Linked DNA regions of Mus musculus: all the other regions are linked to region 3. A link is a contact called in public Hi-C and promoter capture Hi-C data. All regions are on one chromosome and are shown on one strand. Each heading gives the region's core, a stretch centred on a gene start, on an enhancer-like site or on the middle of the called end of the contact. The rest is flanking DNA. Distances are from core to core; before and after follow the strand shown. Region 1 overlaps Tsen15 (tRNA splicing endonuclease subunit 15). Region 2 has its middle 19 kb from the start of Gm36297. Region 3 holds the start of Niban1 (niban apoptosis regulator 1).

Evidence for each region. Promoter capture Hi-C pulls out the DNA fragments that hold promoters and counts their contacts. Hi-C and Micro-C count contacts between places; a contact is called where the count stands out from the background.
Region 1: a contact with region 3 is called in a promoter capture Hi-C map of the HPC-7 cell line, with 4 times the contacts expected there. The contact joins the enhancer-like site here to the promoter of Niban1 in region 3. A contact is called at or near these places in 4 of 39 promoter capture datasets (the C10 cell line, the HPC-7 cell line, cranial neural crest and 1 more) and 1 of 484 Hi-C or Micro-C datasets (palatal mesenchyme).
Region 2: a contact with region 3 is called in a Hi-C map of liver, with 2.1 times the contacts expected there. The contact joins the enhancer-like site here to the promoter of Niban1 in region 3. A contact is called at or near these places in 2 of 39 promoter capture datasets (the C10 cell line and pre-B cells) and 4 of 484 Hi-C or Micro-C datasets (the Ba/F3 cell line, the G1E-ER4 cell line and liver).

The regions. Positions count from the first base shown.
Region 1 is chr1:152,367,348-152,371,529 of GRCm38.p6, forward strand. Tsen15 (tRNA splicing endonuclease subunit 15) reads right to left here. Exons shown (of 5, transcript NM_025677.3): 5 at 3,388-3,936. The coding sequence ends at 3,916. Among named protein-coding and RNA genes, the nearest start is that of Tsen15, 17 kb to the right of the region's middle. Within about 2 kb of position 1,319, at least 37 of the 459 cell types and tissues checked have an H3K27ac peak or open chromatin away from gene starts, as enhancers often do. A contact at or near this core is called in palatal mesenchyme, where this site is marked.
Region 2 is chr1:151,035,128-151,039,600 of GRCm38.p6, forward strand. No RefSeq gene overlaps it. Among named protein-coding and RNA genes, the nearest start is that of Gm36297, 19 kb to the right of the region's middle. Within about 2 kb of position 1,639, at least 11 of the 459 cell types and tissues checked have an H3K27ac peak or open chromatin away from gene starts, as enhancers often do. A contact at or near this core is called in the Ba/F3 cell line, the G1E-ER4 cell line and liver, where this site is marked.
Region 3 is chr1:151,568,751-151,573,153 of GRCm38.p6, forward strand. Niban1 (niban apoptosis regulator 1) reads left to right here and starts at 2,623. Exons shown (of 14, transcript NM_022018.3): 1 at 2,623-2,834. The coding sequence starts at 2,780.

The DNA of each region.
Region 1 (4,182 bases), core at 69-2,568, 800 kb after region 3:
GAGACACAGTGAGCACAGCACAGCACACTTACCATTCAAACTGTCCACGCCACCCTCCATTGTTGGGCTCTCAGTCGGCTTCCTGCGTAGATTGTCCTCCTTTCTAGCGGGCAGTAAACTCCTTGAGACATGCATGTCCCATTTTTCTTTGTAGTTCCTCTAATGTATGTTTTTGAGGGAAAAATAAATGGCGTCCATACAATGAGTGTTTGGAAGCTCATCAGAAGCTGTTGAGCCCCGCCCCCTACCCCCAAGAAAACTGCAACCAATGCTCTATGTGCTGTGTGACAAGAATTCTTCAGTTCACATTGCCAGCATCCATCTGCAATCTGACAACTGCAATCTGAGTTTGTTGAGGGCACGGGTCACATCTCACCCAGCACTGTGTCCACACATTATCTAAGCACATGTTAAGAAGCAGTTGCTGACGACTGTAACCAACCTCTTCACCTCAAATTGACATGGTGAGGCCCCAGTGTGATTGGATTTAGAAATGAGTGGAGTTTTGGGAAGGTATCAGTGGGATATGAGGTTATGAGGGCCCCAGTAACCAGGCTGTGCCATTGTAAGAAGAAGGAGAAATTCCAGGGCATTTTGTCTCTGTAGAAAGCAAGGGAAGGCCATGAGAGACAGAGCTGGAAGAAAAAGAGCCTTGAGCCAAGTCAGCTGATCAGAAGTCTTGATCAGAAACCTCTAGATCCTACAACTATGAGAAAATAAACTTCTACTTCTAAGCTACCTGACCTACAGTAGTGTAGTGATTAAGACATGAATATCTGGTACATTAATAAATGGACAAATTTTAACAAAATCTTGTCTCTACTCAGTAGCCCTAAAACAAATGTCAGTCTTTAGATATTGATTTTATTGAGGGAAAGTTTCTCGGAGTCATCAAACAATACAGCTGGACATTATAATAACCCCACTGACAGATGACCTTCCCACCTTTGGCCATTTGTGAGCACACAGAGTTGTTATTCAAAGGCCATTAAGCAGGTCACACTGCAGAAGAGGCCAGTGGTGAGAAACAGCAGTTACTGGCCAGAAAGAAGATGAAGCGAATGATTAGCGGCCCAGAGGACAGCGCATTATTCTGTAAGGGATTAAGGTAAACATATAGCTGCCAGATAACCCTCTCCTGACAGGAGCTCTGTATGCCTTGGCAAGAAGCACCGCACAGCAGTAGGAAAGTGGCTTCCTGCTGGGATAGCAATGGAAAAAGTGACCTCACAGAGGAATTCAGCACAGAAATGCTCTCTGAACAAGAGATGAGACCTCGAGTAAAGCTTTAAGTTGTTTGGTTCTAGGCTTATAAAACTGTAAAGATGGTCCAGTCAACGAATACAGATTACATGAGAACGCTGTTACACGCTTGCTCCTCTGCTGGAATCTTTGAATTCACAAGTGTCTCTGCGCCCATGTTCTCTACAGCAGTCCTAAGGTGTGGAGAGAGTCTTCTAAAGCCATCCAGGCAGGAGAACAAAAGAAATCAGTCAGGAGCTATTGGACCTGGGTGACTTCACGCTGCCCTGAGCCTTCCCAGCAGAGGGCACAACAACCAGGAACTCGGGGGAGAGCAGGCAGAGAGAAATCCCACAGTCTTTTCCTCTCCTTCCAACTGGAAAGAAGGAAGCAAGCTTAAATGGAATACAGCAGCGATTCACGTTGAGCTTAGGCACTGTGTGCTAGTTAACTAATCCTGAATCTCACTGAATAAATCAGGCTTTTGCAAGCAAAAATGAAATGCATATGGATTGAGGGGGGAAAAAAGTCTCTCCTATTCACCCCTTCCCCCAACAGGCTTTTGCTTTTAAATATAGATTTACATTTTAAGCAAAGCCTGACTCAACTCCCATATTTAATGCCGGTAGTGTGTAATTTTAAAGGTCTGTCAGAAAGAGGGGGTGTGGGCACCCTTATTTGTACTTTTATTTATACCACTTCCCACAGATTGAAACAATTCGAGAACTCTTCTCAAGAAAAACCACAAGCTAATTGGAGCCTGCAGTCTGGAGATGCGCTTAGTCTACAGCACCCTCTGCTGTCCATGTGGACTCCAGGCAAAAAGCAAGGCACTGTCCTAAGACCCAAGTCTACATACAGCATGCTTTGGTGTGTTTTTAAAAGAACATGGTTTCCCGTTCTGTTCTTCAGGACTCTTGCTATCTAATGGAAAGGTCTTAGGTAAACTCAGTTACAAAGTTAAACAGGCCACTTCACCGAGTTGTTTCACTGAGATGAGATGCTTCCCTTTCCTCCCTTCAGACTGTCGGGGCATTGCTCACATTAGCAGGCATCTAGCTGGCTCTGGCAGAACAGCTTTAAGCCACAGAGCATTCTGAAATCAACAATCCAAACTGCACAATGAAACTGAGTGCCGGCCTTAGACCTAAAAGGCCATTTTGGTCTTGTTACCTAGCTCTGACTCAGTGATCTCACCTTTTTATGTTGTTTTGTTTTGGTTTTGGTTTTGGTTTTTCAAGACAGGGTTTCTCTGTGTAGCCCTGACTGTCCTGGAACTCACTCTGTAGACCAGGCTGGCCTCGAACTCAGAAATCCACCTGCTTTCTTTCTGCCTTCCGAGTGCTGGGATTAAAGGCGTGCGCCACCACACCCGGCTGTTTCTGACCTTTTTAAGCTACACGTTTCTGTATGAAATGTAGATTGCTTTCTCCAGCACCAAAACGAAAGAATTCCTTACATGCAGTCCAATACGACCCAGTAGGAATTAAGGTTAGAAGTTATACCTTATGACTCTTGGATCTGGAACTGCCACACTGGAGTGGCAGAAACACGTTCTTCAAGCCTTCTGGGGCAGCAAAGGGAATCTGAAGTTGTGAAAGTCTTTCATCAAGAAAAAGTGGGTCTCGGGCATGGTCAAGAAAGCGCAGGTCAAGTACAGACCAAGAAAAGCCTGTTACACTCCGCATACTACTTCCAGCTTTTGTCTGGTTAGGTTTTTTTTGTTGTTGTTTTGTTTTGTTTTTTTGTTTTTTCCCATTCCTTTCACTACTACTTCCTAATGAGCCATGAGATCTGGTGTAGGTGGAAACTGTGACTTACTTCTAATTGAGGAACAAGGCAAAAGAGACGGGAGACCTGTGACATGAGACAGTAGGTCCAACCTGCTGACTCTCTTGGCTTTGAGAAAGCAACCAGTTGTGCTGGGATAGCCCATTTGACAAGGCACAGAATGCGGCCTCTACCAAACCCTGAGAGGCGGAGTGCATCACAGACACAGGAAGCTGCCACAGGCAACAACAGGCTGAGAGAGGAAGCGCATCTCAGTGGCACCTCAGTGAGACAGCAGCCCAGATCATAAAAGTGCTGTTATAAGGCTGGCTACACTGCTACCTTTAGCATGCAATGATGGATGATTACGACAGATTTCAAGATATTTTTTATTTTAAACCGTTTTATTATAAAAGTAATACAAATGACAAATGAAATGTGGAGAAGGACAAAGGCATCCACTTGCTGCCTGCCATCCTACTGAGACCACTATCAGTAATCTGATTGTCACTTTCATAGCCTGGCGTGTCATTCACACCCATGACCACGTTAATGCTCTTGTGTCCGTTTTCTTGCTGTAGCGTTTTCTCCGTACCACTCACTGATACCTGTCTATCGACTACGTGGGATGGCAGAGGCACTGCCAGGCTCCACAACTCTGCACGTATCCTTGGTGTAAACCCGCATGCAACTGTACTGTCTCTGATAAGAAAGTTCTAGGCTAACTATATTTGCAAGCAATATAGTGCTTCCATCGGAGAAGGCTTTATTCTGAAAGGAAGTTTATGGGTTGGGACTAGCTAAGTCAGCCCTGACTACCTCTGAGATAAAAGACGAGCAGCTCGCTGAGGAGCCTCACATCCAATCTTTCAGAACTGAAGTCAGCACCAAGAAGGGCAGATGTCATCTTCTAAGAGAAATATTCTGCAACACAGAGGAAGAAGGTCAGAGTGCAACTAATAGACAGCACATGCAAGACTAAAATTATAAAGATATTTAATGTAACTATCACACTTAGGTGGACAAATGCTGAGCAAGCAAATACCAGACATGTACTAAAATGTTAGGGACAGAACGTTAACTCAGGGTTTTCTCAGTAAGCAACTGACTACAGCCGTTACTGGCCTTTGCATTTCACTCCAGCTACTTAGATGCATGACTGCACAAAAT
Region 2 (4,473 bases), core at 389-2,888, 530 kb before region 3:
ATTCATAGAAAGGGAAAACTCCCGCCAACATCCACAAGAGGGCGCCAAAAATCAGCAATCAGAGACCAGAAATAAGCCAGGTTCGAGGGATTAGATTAGAATGGTACCTGGAAAAGTCAAACTGAAAATAAGAAATGGGGAGTGGGGGTGGGGTGAGTGTGGACACGTTAGCTAAAGGGAGACAGTCCAGAATAAATGTCAAAAGCACTGCTGTGGCAGAGCCAACTTTCCTAAGGAAGATCTGGTACAAGGGAATATCAGCCTGTTTAAAAGAATCCAGGGTAATGGGATGTGGGGTTCACTGTCCAGTCATGGCCATCTAGTTGGCAGGTAGAGGTGTGGACTCCTCTGTTGGATGAAGTGAATAAGGGCTTGGGTATGGCTAGAATTCCAGGACCAAGAACACTTAGGAAGGAAATCTGTGGAGCAAGCTGGATACCCAGGGTCAGAGCAGAGAGCAAGTGAAACCCGTGGCTCAGACGGAGTGCGAAGAGCCGAGGTAGCGCAGTGAACCAGTCGTTAGACTGTTCTGTGTGACAAGCCCTGTGCCAAGAGCTCACTGTGAAGAGCGGCCTCTCTAATTCCATGTGGGAGAGTATTAAGGCAAGACTGAGTAGCTTTGAAGTGAATATGTGGCAGAGGGTTCCGACTCAGCCACCAAGCTTAGGAAATAGGAAATAAAGAAGATAAAGTTGGCATGTAAGCTACAGTCAGGAGCAAAGAGCCAGTGAACTGAAACGAGTTAGTTGGAATTCAGGATGGCAGCCTAGGAGGGACGGCAGAGAGCAGTGTATACAGGGAAGGGTTTCCATTTGATAGCTAAGCCCAGGGGTGGGACAGGAGACCAATTTGAACCCAATCAGCAAGGAAGATGGAGTCTGGGACATCTATGCAGCACTCAGTGTGTCAGTGTAGCCTTAGGTGAGAAACTGAATTTGACAGCTTGGCTTGTAACATTGATTTCACTATTCTGATCCATAAGGAATATTTTTTTTTTAAGTAACAAGTCCTATAGACTCCTGTCTTGCTTGCAGTTATGTCTCATCTAGCACTTTTTCTTTTTTCTTTTTTTCCAGTACCCTAGCCCCTACCCCGGTCCTTGGCCAGTGTGAACCAGATAAGGGGAAAGGCAAGAAGCGGGACAGTTAAGCTGAGTGAAGACTTTCGAGCAAGTCACAGCAAAGGACTTGACTTGGGAATGGTTGAGGGTCTTAGGCTTTCGGTGGGCTGCCTCAACCGGCTGGTGGAAACTGCTAACTAACTGTCATTTACTCTGCTGGAAGCAATGGGATGGACGGTATCCTAGCGATGGATCCTTGGCAGGCAAATGAAATGCTATTTGGGTCCTCACTGAGGCCTTGTTAAAATGTTATGTAATAGAGGAAGACTCTTTGGGGATGGCAAGGCCACTGGATGCCTCTCAGCACGTATGACCTTCCCACAGCGTGGGTGTGCACACCTGCTCTTTCCACCAAATGCTAGGAGCCTCGTGCTCACGGCCTTCCACTATTACAGAGAAGTTGCCAGTTGACTCTCCTCCCCATGGGGAGAATTGCACGAGGAAGTTCAGTTGGGGTCAAAGAGGCTTGTTTTCCTCTTCCAGGGCTTTATTCTACAAACTGAGTTGTTCTGCCAAAAGGCAGGAAATGCTAATTGTCTTTCCGCACTTCTGTTTCCCTAACGCAAGCCCTATCTTAGGGCCTGTGCTGAAAAAGCCGCACTTAAGCTTCACGTAGGTTATTTGTTTTTTCCTGGAACGGTGGCTGGATCAAGGCCTGAATCTACGAAACCATTTGTGAGAATTTCTAGAAGCCGAAAGTGGTTGTCAAGCGGATGGTGCTGAGTTAAGTTGAGGCCACCCGGTCCCTTTCAGGCCTTCTGTTCTCTACGTACAGTAACTGAAATTGTATTGCAAACAAACAAACAAAAAAGTTCAAGATTGAAACTCTCCGATGAAAAACTGAAGAGCACGCATTCTGTTAGTGAGCCTGGATCACGGTCTGGCCTGGATCTAGTAATAATAGCATCTCAGACGGGAAGGTATATTACAAATAGGGCTTCAGAGGTTGGAGAGTTGGCTCGTCGTTTGAGAGCATTTGCTTCTCTTTCAGAGGACCCCAGTTCCGTTGCCGGCATCCTAGTTGGGTGGTGTACAATCATCCATGACTCCAGATCCAGGGCATCCAACTTCCTCTGGTCACTTGATCCTTCCCAAGGGAGCTAAAACCATCCAGTGGAAGAAAGACAACATTTTCAACAAATGGTGCTGGCACAACTGGTGGTTATCATGTAGAAGAATGCGAATCGATCCATACTTATCTCCTTGTACTAAGGTCAAATCTAAGTGGATCAAGGAACTCCACATAAAAGCAGAGACACTGAAACTTACAGAGGAGAAAGTGGGGGAAAGCCTCAAAGATATGGGCACAGGGGAAAAATTCCTGAACAGAACACCAATGGCTTGAGCTGTAAGATGGAGAATCGACAAATGGGACCTCATAAAATTGCAAAGTTTCTGAAAGGCAAAAGACAGCGTCAATAAGACAAAAAGGCCACCAACAGAATGGGAAAGGATCTTTACCAATCCTAAATCAGATAGGGGGCTAATATCCAGTATATATAAAGAACTCAAGAAGATGGACTCCAGAAAATCAAATAACCCCACAAAAAAATGGGGTACAGAGCTAAACCAAGAATTCTCAACTGAGGAATACCGAGAAGCACCTGAAAAAATGTTCTCTCCTCTTTCCCTTCACACATCTCAACGATTCCCCCCTTTTGCTTTCATTTTTTATTCTTACCTGATATTTCACACAGAAGATAAAGCACACGATATTTATTCTTATAGGAATGGCTTACTTCACTTATCGTGATGTTCCTCAGTTCCACCGATTATTCTGCAAACAGCGTCAACCTTCCTTATGTCTGAGTGAGTCTGTATATATAACACTGTTATATGCCGACTCTGGGGCACATATACAGAACTGGTGAATCCAAGTCTAGATGAAGGCTGTGAACACTGAAGGAAGTCAGAAGGCTTTGGCGACTGCAGCGTCAAAGAATGAACGCTAAATGAGAATTGCTACAGAATTCTGAATTCAAATATATTCTGCACTCTTAAGGATCGTTAAAAGTAAAGGCTGATATGTTATCCTCCAACTCCTTCAAAGCTCTTATTGCTCTGGAAACTAGACCTCACATTTTGTATAGCCAAGTTGTTTTCAGGGGGGACAGAATTTTGCTTTGCAGGAAGTACTCTTTATTACTCCCAGAAATTACAGGGAAGGGGCAAAAGCAAGTTATCAGGTAGAAAAATACTTATTTGTAGTATCAGCATAACATTTGACTACAAACAGCGCCGGCATTGTGAGGCAGTATCTTTACAATGATGAGCGAGTATCTTCCAGAATAATTATGGCTTTTACCAAAGCACTTCTCTTCTGTGTAACAAATGCAAGTGAGTTTATAAACAATGACTCATGATCACTTACTACCAAAACAATCCAGTAATGTGCATACTTTTTATTCAGGGCCGCTAATGCCTTCCAGAAATCTCTTTTGTTCTCTGCCTCTGTCAACCAATCCGCGTCATGGCCATTAAGTCCATCAAGCTCAGGAAAGCAATGCAGCACAGTTCACAGTGAGGTCGACCACCTGACACAAAGCTGTGTGCAGAGCGACAATGCCTCCCCAGGACTGCGCTAACCTGACTCAACAGGATGCATTAGTGGGATACAATTGTGGGCTTATGGAGTGATTCCCGTTAGCCACTGAACGTGAGGCATCTTCTAATTCCTCAGTGGTTTAAAGACTCATTCCATTTGTTTGCCAGAAAGCCGAGCGAACATAAAAAAAAAAAAAATGTAGCAATGAAATTATGGGTTGCTCTGTCCACCTAAAATAATTGCCATCATTTTAAAAACATTATTGATTTAGTTTTTATCTTAACACACAGAGCCAGACAAACATTTTTAAATCATAGTAAACAATACTATTCCCACTGCAAAAGAACCTTCATTTTTTTAAAATGCTTTATAAAGGTGAGACTGACTTATACATCATCCTTCCACCAAAGTACAAAAATGTTATCCATTACTTCTCAAAACAAAATAAGCCCAGACTATACTTAGTCAGCCTAGATAACACCCTAGAAGGACATCTTGCCTTGCCAACCCCATTTGACACAGGATAAAACTGGAGACCAAATAGGTGAACTGATTTAAAGGTAAACACAGGGCAGGGGACCGAGTGAATGAACTTGGGTAAACCAGAAGTCACGTGACTTCCTCTCCTTTGCTCCTTCCACAATGGATAGAGTTCACTGTCCTCCTGTCTGTCTCCCTTCCAGTATCTTCTAACCCTCTCCTTACCCCATGAGCCTAACCTATCATCAATTCTCAAAGACTCGGATTTTTTTTTCCGTGAACTCTTACATTTAAAAAATAATTTTTTAAGCTGGGTTTATTAAAAACT
Region 3 (4,403 bases), core at 1,373-3,872:
GGAGGACCTGAGAGTTCTGCATCTTCATCTGAAGGCTGCTTGCAGAATACTGGCTTCCAGGCAGCTAGGACTAGGATATTAAAGCCCAAGCCCACAATGACACACCTCCTCCGACAAGGCCACACCTCCTCCGACAAGGCCACACCTCTTCCAGCAAGGCCACACCTCCTCCGACAAGGCCACACCTCTTAGTAGTGTCACTCCCTAGGCCAAGCATATACAAACCATCACAAGCCCACATAGGGATGTCCCCCCAAATGTCCGTGTACTGAAACCTTTAGCCCTCAGCCTGTAGAGCTAGAGAAGGGCGGTCGAACCTTTAGGAGTGGGGTCTGGTGAGGGGAAGTTAGGTTATTGGAAATGTGTTCTTGAAGGAGATACTAGGATTTCTTCCCAACCCCCCACCCGCCCCGCTGATTCCTAGCTGCTGTGAGGTGACCGGTAACCCTACTACATTCTCCTGTCATGATGTGTTGAGCAAAATAGGAAGCAGGGCAGGAGAGTTGTAGGTTCCAGGTTAGCCTGTGTTACATAGCAAAGCCTTGTCTCACAGAACCAAGCCGTGGGGTGGGCTGGGAAAACCCAAATAAGTAAATAAAAGCAAAAGCCAAAAGCACCTCATGATAGATCGTCAGACACAGGCTGGAAGGCAGTGTGCCCACCAGGCCCTTGTCTGAGCCTTTGAACTGTGGGCCAAAGAAACACTAATTCTTGTAAGCAGATTAGCCTCAGTAAGGAAAGTGAGGAAAGCCAGCTAACACAAGAGGAGAGTTAGGTAACCTGACCGGGTCACATGACAGCCAGTGATTTGGAGCTGAATTTGCCAGGTAATAAGTGTGTTAATTCTACTCCACACAAATCTTTCCACCCGTGACTGCACAAAAGAGAGAAGAAGGATAAATCAGACGTCACGTTTCTAAACTCAAATTTAGATTTGAACACTGAGCGGTTTAAATCATTGAGTGGCTACCCAGAAGCACTCTGTAGTCACTGAGACCCCAGCTTTTACTGAGTGCAGGCCCTTAAACTTTTTTGTTTGGTTGGTTTTTTGTTTGTTTGTTTGTATGTTTGTTGTTGTTTTGAGACTGTTTCTCTGTGTAGCCCTAGCTGTCCTGGAACCTGTTCTGTAGACCAGGCTGGCCTTGAAATCAGAGATTCGCCTGCCTCTGCCTGTCCCTCCTGAGTCCTGGGAGTAAACACTCACACCACCATGGCTGGTGTTTAGGGAGGGTTCAGGCGAAGTCTCTCGGTGTTGTTAGCTTTTCTTCTCTTTTCTTTTTTCTTTCCTTTTATTCTCCTTATTTCCTTCCTCCTTTCTTTTTCTTTTTTTCTCTCTCTCTCTTTTTGATACTGCTTTTCATGTAGCTCAAGCTGGCCTCCGACTCTCCATGTAGCCCACTCCTCCAGCGTTCGTTCGCCTCCCAGAGTGCAGGAATTGCAGATACGCACTGGCACACCTTGTTTGTGAGATGCTGAGGTGCAAACCCAGAGCTCCAGGAATGCTACTAGCAGCACTCTGTTCATGAGCCTGAAGATGTTAGCCTGTGAGAGTTGAATGAATGAGGCACCCAGAGAGGAAAACTGAGCAAGTGGTTCACCTTGGCATAGGGGAGCGAGCAGGGCAGGGGCTGGAACCTAGAGAGCAGAGACAGAAACGCTGGTAAATGAGAGGGGAAGCCCCCCACCCCTCAGGCTATAATAGACCCTTGGCTTTTCCTTTGAAGCCCGGAGCCGGGTTAGACTGTTGTGAGGCTTAATGTGAGAAACGAGGGCAGTGGAGATGGTAAGAATTCCCTGGACGTTGGACATATTTTGAAATTAGACTCGACAGGATTTTACTGATGATCTAGTGTACAGGGTGCGAGAGACTCGGTGTGTGAGCTGTGAGAAATATGTGTTAAAGTTCTGGTGAATTAACTTTAGAGGCAGCTGTGGAGAAGCCTTAAAGTCCTCTTTAGGCCTGGTTAAGTTGATAGGAATTGTAAAACTCCTGGCCACTAAGAACAGAAAGAAATCAGGATGACCCCTCTGCCCAGGGTGTTCTTGCCTGAGGCGGCCAAGCTGAAGAGATAGTGGCCTTGCATACGAGAAACCACGTGGTAAGAAGACTTGAAGGTTAAGGTGTCAGGACAGACTCCCTGGAGTCGTAGGCAGGTTCAGGGCTTACTTAGTGTGTGGAACCGGCCTTGGCTTCTCCCATTTCTCTCCCCTGCTTCCCCTTCAGTTCCCATCTCTCAAATCCAAGTGCTTGGTTACAAGAAGCTTTGACTCTCCAAGGTTCCCATACTTCCGTGCAAGGGAATTCCGGAGGTGGGGATGCGGATGGGAGTGGGGGATCTGTGGACAGGTGGCTGGAGAACAGGAAGGGGAAGGGCTCCTGACCTCCACCTGGTGGGACTGTAAATCTCCATCTGGGAGAAGTTACAGTCACATGGAAGAAGTCCGCTCTCTCCACTCCCTCCACGATGGGTCTGGGCTGTCCCCAAACTGGTGAAAAGTCAGTCTCGAGAAGGAGGAAAGTATTTTTACTATGGTTACTCCCTGGAGTTCCTAGGACAGCCCCCGGGGTTCCAGCGCAGCGAGGGCGGGAAGACAGCCCCCGGGCCAGCCCACACATCTTCCGAGGGCGCGGGCCTGGAGGAGGCGCCCGGGCCGGCGACGCCTCTCAAGGAAGTTGGCCCTTTAATTACAGAGCCAGTTCCCTGACACATCCACCTTCAGCGGCAAGCAGCAGGCGCAGTTGGTGTCAGTCCTCTGCCTCCCGTGCAGCACCGCGGCCATGGGCGGCTCAGCTTCCAGCCAGCTGGACGAGGGCAAGTGCGCCTACATCCGAGGTACGGCGGCCAGGGCGGCAGGGTGGCGCAGAGCCAGGGCTAGCCTGGTCACCTGCACGCTGATCTTCCGAGGGAGCACTGGCTAGCTGGTGCTACCGGCGGGCGTTGGGCTCCTAGACTTGCGCTCGCCTCCGGGAGCGGAGCCCCGGTGTCCTGTTTCAAGCACCCGCGACTCAGGTGGGGTAGAGAGTAGGGACGGGATGATGCAGGACACACGTGAGAGGCAGGTACTCCCAGGGTGGCTGGAGAGAACTTTGTTGGTGCCCCCTCGCACTCCACCCCTCCTGCCCCCGCCCTGTGCCCCTCCAGCCTCAGAATCTGTTCCTTCCCTGCTGGGGAGACATCTTTCTTGTTTGTACTTGGCTCTGAGTAATTTCCAAAGGTTAGAGGTTTACTGGGGTTATCCCCTCGAGTTTTGAGATTTCCTTAGTGGTAGTGGTGGGGAGTTCCTGGGCTATCAGAATTTCCCTCCGGGTCATATTGGCCTGGTTTTGTAAAGTGCAGCGCAGGCCACACCTTCTCCTGAACTTCACACCAATTGCAGGGCGATTTCATCAGAAGCAGAAAGGATGAAATCTTTACCTTTTCAGGTTGGATGGTTCCCTTCCTTCCCCTGAGAGGGAGGAAAACAAAAGGGGAAGCTCGGAGTGTTTTTGCAACAGTTGTTAAAGCTATAGATGGGGAGAAACATCTTTTTAGGAGATCTTGACCTACGGAGTGATTCAGTAAGAGAGAGACAGGCAGAAGAAACCAAAACTCGGTGGCACAGAAACTGCAGGAAATCCAGAGTTCTTATCTTTCGTTGTGTTTGGTTCTTACCCCACCCACCCTAATCTTGCCCTCAGCCACAGACATTCAGCTAGCTATGAATTTAGTGCCCCACTCCTGGCTTCCCAAGTACTTTGAAAAGTATGTATTAAAGGAGGGCTACTGATTTCTTTGAGTTAATTTTATATGCAGCCACTTTGCAGAATTTATCAGCTGTAGGAGTTCTCTGGTAGATTTTGGGGTCATTTATGTATATTATGATATCATCCAAAAATAGCGATACTTTGACTTCTTCCTTTCCGATTTGTATCCGCTTGATAATTTTTAGCTGTCTTATTGCTCTGGCTAGAACTTGCAGTACTATACTGAATAGATAGGGAGAGAGTGAGCAGCCTTTACTTTGTTATGCTTGCAAACTGGAGTCTAGCATGATTGTCCTCTTAGAGGCTCCAACCAGCAGCTGACTCATACAGATGCAGACACCCACAGCCAAACAGTGGATGGGGCTTGGGGACTCGTATAGAAGAAGAGGAGGAAGGATTGCTGCCCTGAAGGGAATAGGAACTCCACAGGAAGACCAACAGAGTCAACTAACCTGGACTCTTAGGGTTCTCAGAGACTGAACTACCAGCCAAAGAATATACACAGGCTGGACCTAGGCCTCCCTGCACATATGTAGCAGATGTGTAGTTTGGTCTCCACGTGGTTCCCAAACAACTGGAAGGGGGTTATCCCAAAAGCTGCCCATGGGATGTGTTCTTCTAGCTGGGCTGCCTTCAGTGGGAAAGGATGTGCCTGGCC